Regions from separate parts of the Mus musculus genome. Here regions 2 and 3 are each linked to region 1. A link is a contact called in public Hi-C and HiChIP or PLAC-seq data. All regions are on one chromosome and are shown on one strand. Each heading gives the region's core, a stretch centred on a gene start, on an enhancer-like site or on the middle of the called end of the contact. The rest is flanking DNA. Distances are from core to core; before and after follow the strand shown.

The links. A called contact is a pair of places that touch in the nucleus more often than the background predicts. HiChIP or PLAC-seq counts read pairs in DNA pulled down with a chosen protein or histone mark.
Region 2: a contact with region 1 is called in a Hi-C map of uterus, with 4 times the contacts expected there. The contact joins two enhancer-like sites. A contact is called at or near these places in 1 of 15 datasets of contacts at CTCF or cohesin (large pre-B cells), 7 of 484 Hi-C or Micro-C datasets (B cells, the HL-1 cell line, cortical glia and 4 more) and 2 of 115 datasets of contacts at active chromatin or transcription factors (astrocytes and kidney).
Region 3: a contact with region 1 is called in an H3K27ac HiChIP or PLAC-seq map of stem cell-derived neural progenitor cells, with 5 times the contacts expected there. The contact joins two enhancer-like sites. A contact is called at or near these places in 2 of 484 Hi-C or Micro-C datasets (muscle stem cells and uterus), 3 of 115 datasets of contacts at active chromatin or transcription factors (embryonic stem cells, fibro-adipogenic progenitors and stem cell-derived neural progenitor cells) and 1 of 9 other capture datasets (embryonic stem cells).

Annotation. Positions count from the first base shown.
Region 1 is chr4:106,231,290-106,233,960 of GRCm38.p6, reverse strand. No RefSeq gene overlaps it. Among named protein-coding and RNA genes, the nearest start is that of Gm12724, 4.5 kb to the left of the region's middle. Within about 2 kb of position 1,295, at least 86 of the 459 cell types and tissues checked have an H3K27ac peak or open chromatin away from gene starts, as enhancers often do. A contact at or near this core is called in stem cell-derived neural progenitor cells and uterus, where this site is marked.
Region 2 is chr4:105,327,713-105,330,383 of GRCm38.p6, reverse strand. No RefSeq gene overlaps it. Among named protein-coding and RNA genes, the nearest start is that of Gm40217, 9.9 kb to the right of the region's middle. Within about 2 kb of position 1,358, at least 53 of the 459 cell types and tissues checked have an H3K27ac peak or open chromatin away from gene starts, as enhancers often do. A contact at or near this core is called in uterus, where this site is marked.
Region 3 is chr4:105,458,899-105,461,569 of GRCm38.p6, reverse strand. No RefSeq gene overlaps it. Among named protein-coding and RNA genes, the nearest start is that of Gm40217, 140 kb to the right of the region's middle. Within about 2 kb of position 1,354, at least 15 of the 459 cell types and tissues checked have an H3K27ac peak or open chromatin away from gene starts, as enhancers often do. A contact at or near this core is called in stem cell-derived neural progenitor cells, where this site is marked.

The sequences.
Region 1 (2,671 bases), core at 46-2,545:
CCATCCTTCCACCAAGTGGGTCCTGGGGATTGAACACAGTTTGTCGGTCTTAGTGGCAAGTGCCTTTATCTGCTGAACCACATCACCAGCCCTGCATATATTTTTATAAAGGTTAACATATGGGGTGTGGGTAATCCATGAAGACTATGTGATACCTGAGCCCAATGCTATGGACTCTTTGGAGAAGAGAAAACCATGAAGACAGAAGAAAAACGGCTTCTAGGGATTGGGATATAGGAAGAGAAGAAAAGATGAATAGAGGAACCAAAAGGCATTTTTTAGGGCAGGGAAACAATCTCATGTATCGCTACAATGGTAGCCACAGCTTACTATACTTGCCACACCTAAGTGTACGTACGTTATGAAGAATGAGTCCTCATGTGTGCTCCAGAGTTTGGGTGATGGCATTGTGTCTACACTGATTCAGCCAACAAAGGAAGCACTCTAATGAGAGGTTGAGTGGGGGTAGACTGACTGTGTGTGTGTTACGGGAGCTACTTCAGCTCAAGTGTTGCTATGCAACTAAACTTCCTCTACCAAGTAAAGTCCATTTCTACGGCGATGGTACCTGGATCTGCATGACATAAAGAGGTGCTCTTACCGGTGACCCCATCACTGCCCTTCAGCTCAGACTCATACTGCCTGCATTCCTATTCAACTGCCTCTTGGTTCTCATCCTGTGACACACTAGTGGCCGTGTTGCCCATGCCCAAGACTGTTCTAGAGTTATTCAAGTTTTATGTACTGTCTCTCTCCTTAGTGCCTTAGTGGGTTTTGAACTTGGAGCCAGACAGGCTTGAGTGGGGGATTTTCCTATGTCTCATTTTCCTTATCTGCACTGAAACGGGGATCTGGGGAAGACAGTGAGATAGCTCAGCAGGTAAGCACTCACCCCAGAAGCCTGATTGACTTGGAACTCTTAACATAATAGTTCGCCTTCCCTTCTTTCCCTCACATGGCTTAGAGGAAGTGGACTCTGGGAAAGCCAGAGACTCCATTTAGTAACAAGAGATGAGGGGAAGAGATTGGGAGGGAGAGAGGCGGAACACCAGCGCCCTTCTCACACTGCCTCACATCTGGAGAGCTGTTGACTTCCTGGGTCCTCCTCGTGGAGCGTGGAGGAGGATGTTATCTTTCAAGTGACAGGGGCCTCTGTTTCCGATTCTCACAGGCTAGCTGAATGTCCGTTGCATCAGGCAGAGAGAGCTGCCCAGATCTGACACTAACTCCTTGTGGAAGAGGCTGGCAGGCCCACCAGGCCAGCGGGGCAGCCTGCAGGGCAGTGATACTGAATGAATTTAGTGCCTGTGAAGGAGGCCGGATCGGCAGGCCCTGGGACAAACTGCCTCTTTGTTCTCAGTACACCCCCTAGACAAACAGTGCCAGTTTTCTTCTGGGCCCTAGCCACACTCAGCTGTGAGGAGAGGAGCAAGAAGCTCTGTTGATTTCAGCCCTTGAAGGGATCCATTTATTTGTGTCTTGGAGACCCACTGGCAGCCTGCAGGCTTCGGGGATGAGGTCTTAAGCTAACACTTGCCAAGTTACCAACTTCAAACACTTTTTACTGTAGCCTACAGTGAGAAAAAATGTTTTACACCTTGAACCAGTGACACAGGCACATCACATGCACACACACACACACACACACACACACACACTTTTCATGTTTAGAATATGAAATGGGGCCAGCAGGATGGCTCAGTGGTTAGAGTGCCTACTTCATAAGCATGAGGACCTAAATTCAGAACCCCAAAGTCACCCAAAAATCAGGCATGAGGGCAGGCAGCTGTAATCCCAGCATCTCGTGAGGGCTGACGCAGGAGCTGGAGGGAAGGGTGTTCTCTGGCCTGGCAGCCTAACCAAAATTAGAGCTCCTGGTTCAAAGGGAGACCCTGCCTGAAAAAATAAGGTGGAATGGAGACTCCAGGGTAATAGCATTGTCCAGAAATGGCACAGTCGATGAGCATATGAACCCATGGAGACTGTGCCAGCACGCACAAGACCCTCACATGTTCGACCCAGACAAAATCCCAGCCTAAGGAAGGAGAAGTGGGCACAAAGCACCACGACTGGCCAAGAAGCTGTTTGCAAGGGGTAAGTGATGGGGGAAGACAGATTGGTTCTCTCCAGTGGAGGGACACATCAACCACAGTTCAGGGCAAGCCCCACGCTCAGGAGAAGTTGGCCAACACAAAATGAACTCTGTGATTTTTGTGTGGGTTTGTTTGTTTTGTTTTGAGAGAGAAAGAACATGAAGGTAGGTGGGTAGGGAGGTGGGTATCTGTAAGGAGTTGGAATGTGGGAAAATACATTGTATGAAACATTTTCAATTAAAAAGATTTTATGGTGATAGAATATACCTACTGTTGAGCTCTCTGGCTCCACATACACACATTCACACATGTACACACTCACATATAAGCACACACTTACCCACATGCACACACACCTACACACACAGGCACACACTCACACACAGGCACACACTTACACAATGCACACACATCTACACACATGCACACATGCCTACACATTCACATAAGCCTACACACACACATTCACCCAACATGCACACACTCACACACAGGTACACACTCACACACATGCACCCCCCCACTCACCCATTCACCCTCATGTACACACTCAAACACACACACAAACACACATTCAA
Region 2 (2,671 bases), core at 109-2,608, 900 kb after region 1:
TGAGTGTTAAGACCTTCCTTTCCTAACCAGCTTTTCTTATGTTTCACACAGTTTGGACTATAGCCCAGATTTGTCTCCAACTGGAAATTCTCCTGTCTCAGCTTCCCACATTCTAGGTTTACAGACATACCCCATCATGTCATGCTGGAACCCAGAATTACAATGTCATTCAATTTCAAAATGCTCCCAGAATCACTGACAACATCTCGTAAGTTTCTGCCTTCAGCACTCAGGGCTCAGCTAGCCATCAACCTGGATTTTTAGTTACCATAGCTTTGGCTTTCAGACCTTGACTATCTATAAACTGAATTTATCTTCTGTCTCATTTTCCTCAATAATTTTTGGTAGTTAAAAGCGTATCTATGATTTTTTTTATTCTTTCTTACTGCATGAAATTGAGAATTTATGCCATTTAGTACTGAGGTAGTGTTATGAAATAATACCGAACAGTATTTATTCTCCTGTCTATCAGTGGTGATTTATGCTGCTTCCAGTTCTGAATAGACATGGCTAATCTGTTATGAACAGATTTTGTAAAAAAAAAAAAAAAAAAAAGGAAGATGCCCAAAGGTTCTGAAGGAACACAGATGAAGCATCTCTTTCCCTCACAGGAGCTCTTGGCGAGGCAATAGCACTGAATTAGACGCAGTAGCAGCAACAAGCTCACATTAAGCCACCGGGATACCTTGGATTGGAAAGTCCCCTATTCTGAGAATGAGCTGATTCGCATACACTTGGTCTGCAACTATTCAGAAACTAAGACTCATCCTAGCCTATCAAGTGTGTGTGCCTTTGTTGAAGCAGATGCACTCCTTACTTGTCCTTTGAGAGGATGGATGGCCTTCTGCCTTCCTTTGTCCCCAACCACTTGACAGTTATTAAAGAGCTGTGTTGCTTTTAGCCACCAACTAACATTTACTGCGATGCTGAGGAAGGTCCTAGCTGCTGTCGTTCATTATGCCTCGTAGACTGGTAAGGTGTGGTTCCCAGTGTGCACACAAGGACACAGAGGGTTGGAGATGTTGGGTGACCTCCCTAAGGTCTTTGTGAAGACTGTTTTAGCTCCCAAGTCCTCACTCTGTCCATAGCCTTCAGAAGGCAACTGAACTTTCACAAATACTATGTGTCCTGCTTATCTAATGCTAATACTACTGCTGCTAGTGCTGCTGCTGCTAATACTAATACATAATAAGTTTAAAGGATGATCCTCTCTCGTCTTGCATACCCTCCTGGTCTTCCCTGCCAAAGCTCAGGCTCGGCCCACACAGCCTTCTCTGACTTCCCCTAAAGCCCGCCATCCAAGGGAAGTTCGGGCAAAGCAGGAAAGCTGGACTTTCCACTCAGCAGCAGAGGAGCCCAGGCTTGCCAAGTTCTCCCGCAGCCAGGCGCCTGGAGGCGGGCCCTGTGCACTCTATCATTGCATAAGTGTTATTGCAGCCAGTTCCTGGAATCGGAAATATGGCAAACCATTCACCTGGTGGAAAGCCCTTGCCAGGAGCAATGGTTGTTTGGTTAGCTGTGCCTTCAGAGTCCTTTCCAAGAGACTGGCCAGAGAAGAGGTTTATCTAGCAGCGCCCGTTTCTTAAGTCAAAGTTACTGTGTTTTTAATATTCTTCAGCAACCCGACATAGTTTTTTTTCTCTTCCCAATAATCTCTCCATCTTCCTCGCAGCTGGGTCAGGTTTCCCATCTCCTTCTTGTTGGCCTCCCAGGCTTCCTGCTTCCTCCAGGACCCAGGTCTAAGACAGCCCCCTCACTGCATTGGGAAGAGCTTTCCTTATGCCAAGGCCTTCCCCAGCCTCAGTCATCTTCCAGGAGGCCCACCCTGAGTGTCTCCAACAGTTCTAGCCTCTGAAGGTTGAGTGGCTACTCCTCTTTCTTAGAGTGGTCCACAATGAAACCGTTTCATTCTAATCTAAAAGGAAATGCTCTAAAACACTTATTCGGATAGGCCACCCTTTCTGAGATGGCAAGTTTCTTGAAATAATAAGGGTGGTGTTTTGTTTTGTTTTGTCTCTACATCCCCAGAGCACAGCTCACTGCCAGTCCCACAGTGGTAATTGCCCGAGACCTGATTACTGAAGTTCAATGAACTGGGCTAAGAATGTTCTGTGTCTGTGGCAGATTGCTTGCTGATGCCTTAGATTCAATCCCCAGAACTTCTGAGAAGTTCTGTGAACTGGTAGTTACTGGTTAATCGGAGCTCATGAAGATAAAGAGACAGGCAGTGTTACTAGTCTTGAGCTGATAAAATGCCAGCCAAAACAGTTCAGTCTGTGTCTGCAGCTTTATCTGAGACAGAAAAAGCACAATTTCCATTATATTTTTCTATTAAAAATTGTTCTTATAACTCTTTATTAATTCATCAGACCAGGATTTTAAATTGGGATTCATTAATTTTTTCAGCTCACTCTTCCACCAATGAGGAAGTTACTCTTCTTCTAATTGCCTCGAGACCCTCATTAGGAGACACATTCAAGGCGGTGAGGCCATAGATGGGATTCCTCACCTAATGAGCTCCCAAGACATTATTGGGAAATGAATAAAAATTACTAAATGACCAGTGGTGATTTATGCCCCATGCCATATATTTATATCTAGTCAGGATTTTGCTGGTAGCCTTTTCAGCACTTTATTTCTCAGGAATTCAAATCTATAGTCTGACATTTTC
Region 3 (2,671 bases), core at 105-2,604, 770 kb after region 1:
CTGGCTGACTGCAACTTGAAAGACGGTTCTCCACAAGAATCAGATCATGCTGCCAGCCCTGCCTGTATGTCACCTAGGTTCAAAAACTTTGAGCAATGAATGAATAGTCTTTAGAAGCCAGCCAGTCTATGGCACTTTGATGCAGCAGCCATGAGTGACTAAGATACTCAGAGTGGTACATTTTAGGATCAAGTCTGTGACAAGTGTCAGAGCATAAGTGAAGATGTGGTGGTAGCAGATGAGACAGGGGGTGAGGTCACTGTGATAACTGGTCTCCTCGCTTTGAGAGATGAGAATCTATTAGAGAGTTGATCAGATGGGATCGAGCAGCACATGTCTCCAAGTGTTCTGTGTTGAGAAAGTGGAAAGGGGAAAGAAGGAATACCCAGACAATCAGACAATCGTCAGTACACACAACAGTGCAAGGTGGCTTAGGCTGGGCTGCAGCGCTTGTGGGATGAGAGGCAGAGGAGTTAGGATATAATTTGAAATCAATTGACAGGTTAAATGCAGAGTGCAATAAAAAGCGAAGATGCAGGACAGGCAGCTCATTTACAGGGCTGAGTAATTTGATGAAAGGAATTGTTGTTGATTTAAATGGGGAAGACTAAGAAAAACAGATCTTGTCTGGGATCAGGGGAATTCTGTTGTGGAAAAGTAAGGTTGGGGGTTGTTTCAGTATCTGAGAGATGTGACACTGGCAATTAGAAAGAAGACACCAAAGTTCACCAAAGAGATACAGGAGAGGCAGGAACAGACATTGAGGACTTGTCAGCATGCCCACAGCATTTCAGCCCATAAGACTAGATGAGAACATCAAAGGGGGTGGAAACAAGGTCGATGGGGAACTGGAGCTGAACCCAGGCGGGTTCAATTTTAAGAAATCAGAAGTTTGTGAGCAACTAACACAAAAGAAAAGTAACCAGTGAACTGGGAAGAAAGCCAAGGGAGGATGGTGAAAGGCCAAAAGAAAGGATCCACTGTGTCAACACATGGACCAAAGAAATGCAGACAGACCATTAACCTTGGGTTTAACAATGCAGAAATCCATGGGCTGTCTGGTGGGGGGTGGGGAGCCTTGCAAAGAATGGAGTGAGAGCCTGACTGGAGGAAGGGTTTACAAAGACAAAAGGGTAGGATGGATGGCCTAGTATACATAGATGGTTCACCTGTGGCCAGCCCAGTTTGTACTCAGAATCTAAAATTATAAGACACCAGTCTGGCAAATAACTTACTTAAATGTTCTAAGCAGAGACAACTTGTTCCAAGCATCTATTAGCTCACTACACCCAACCATTCATCCGCATATCTATGCAAATCTCCTGTCCAGCGTTTGAATGTCAATGATGATGTTGCACAACCACACTTTACCTGGGGAGAAGAAGTGTACACATCCCCAGATAGGGAGTCCACAACAGAGCAAAGTACAGATATCACAAGAGGCCAACTTGGTGAGCCAGTGAGTTTTATTGAGGCCACTTACAGTAATGTGGATGCGGTTTAACTTACTGGGGAAGGATGGCTTGAAGACAGCTGTCTCACCAAAGCCTATCCCAGCCTCTGGAACACACTGCACAACCTGCAGGCAGCCTAACAGGGTGGAAAGTATCTTTTTAAAAGAAGCTTAGTTGAGCTGAACCTCTTTTAGGCAGCTTGGCTGGTTTTGGTTTCTTTTAGCTAGTTGGTCTGGTCTCAGAGCTTGGTTTGTCTGGGAATCTTTAGAGTCAAACTCTAGTTTTTGCTTTTGTTCGTTTGTTTTGTTTATTTGTTTGTTGTTTTGGTTTGGGGTTTTTGTTTTGTTTTGTTTTTGTTTGGGTGATGGTGGGTTTTTTTTCCCAGTTGGTTGTTTAGATTGTTTTGTTTGCTTATTTGTTTGTTTTGTAGTTTTTATTATTTACTCTATCCCAGAGGGGCCTAGAGTATCTGGTCAGTTTTAGGGACTTGAAGCTATTTCAGGTTTTTTTTTTTTTAATCTCTCTGTTTAAGGGGCTTTCTGTAGGATGAAATGTTCTCATCGCTACAGAAGTTGTTACACAGTAAACGGTCAGATCTCTTCCAGTCCAGAGCCAAAGCCTGGAGAGTTCACACTGGGATGATCATTCTCAACTAGGCTATGCGGAAGAATCTCCTAAAAGTACAAAGCTTATTCCCCAACAATCTTTGGGAAGGTTCATGAGAGTTTTTTTTCTGTCCTATAACTCATCATGTAGACCAGGCTGTCCTCAGATTCAGAGCCCCATCTGCCTTTGCCTCCTGAGTGCTGGGATTAAAAGCATACATCGGCGCCACCCAGTTTTTTAGCAACAATCTTACTTCAACAAATCTCTGTCTCCTCCAAGAGTATCTCCTGCAGGGTCAGGGTCAGGGTCAGTGATTGATTAGGACCGTTGCCCTAATTAAGGAGGCAGCAACAAAACAGGTCAGTCTTGTGAAACTGAGTATAGGCTCAGCTTCAGTCATCTCTCCACAACTTTTCTCCCTGTCCATCTCTCTGTCGATACGATAACTCAAAGGGCCATTGTCTTTATCTTGACCCATGGGAATTGCTTTCCATGAGGTTTCTCTGCATCTGAGCCTGTCCCTTCCCATCTATATTCTTAAATGCTATCAACTTATTCTTCTCAGCTAGTCATGGGCTTCCTTTAAATATTTCTGATGTGCTGGGCAGTGG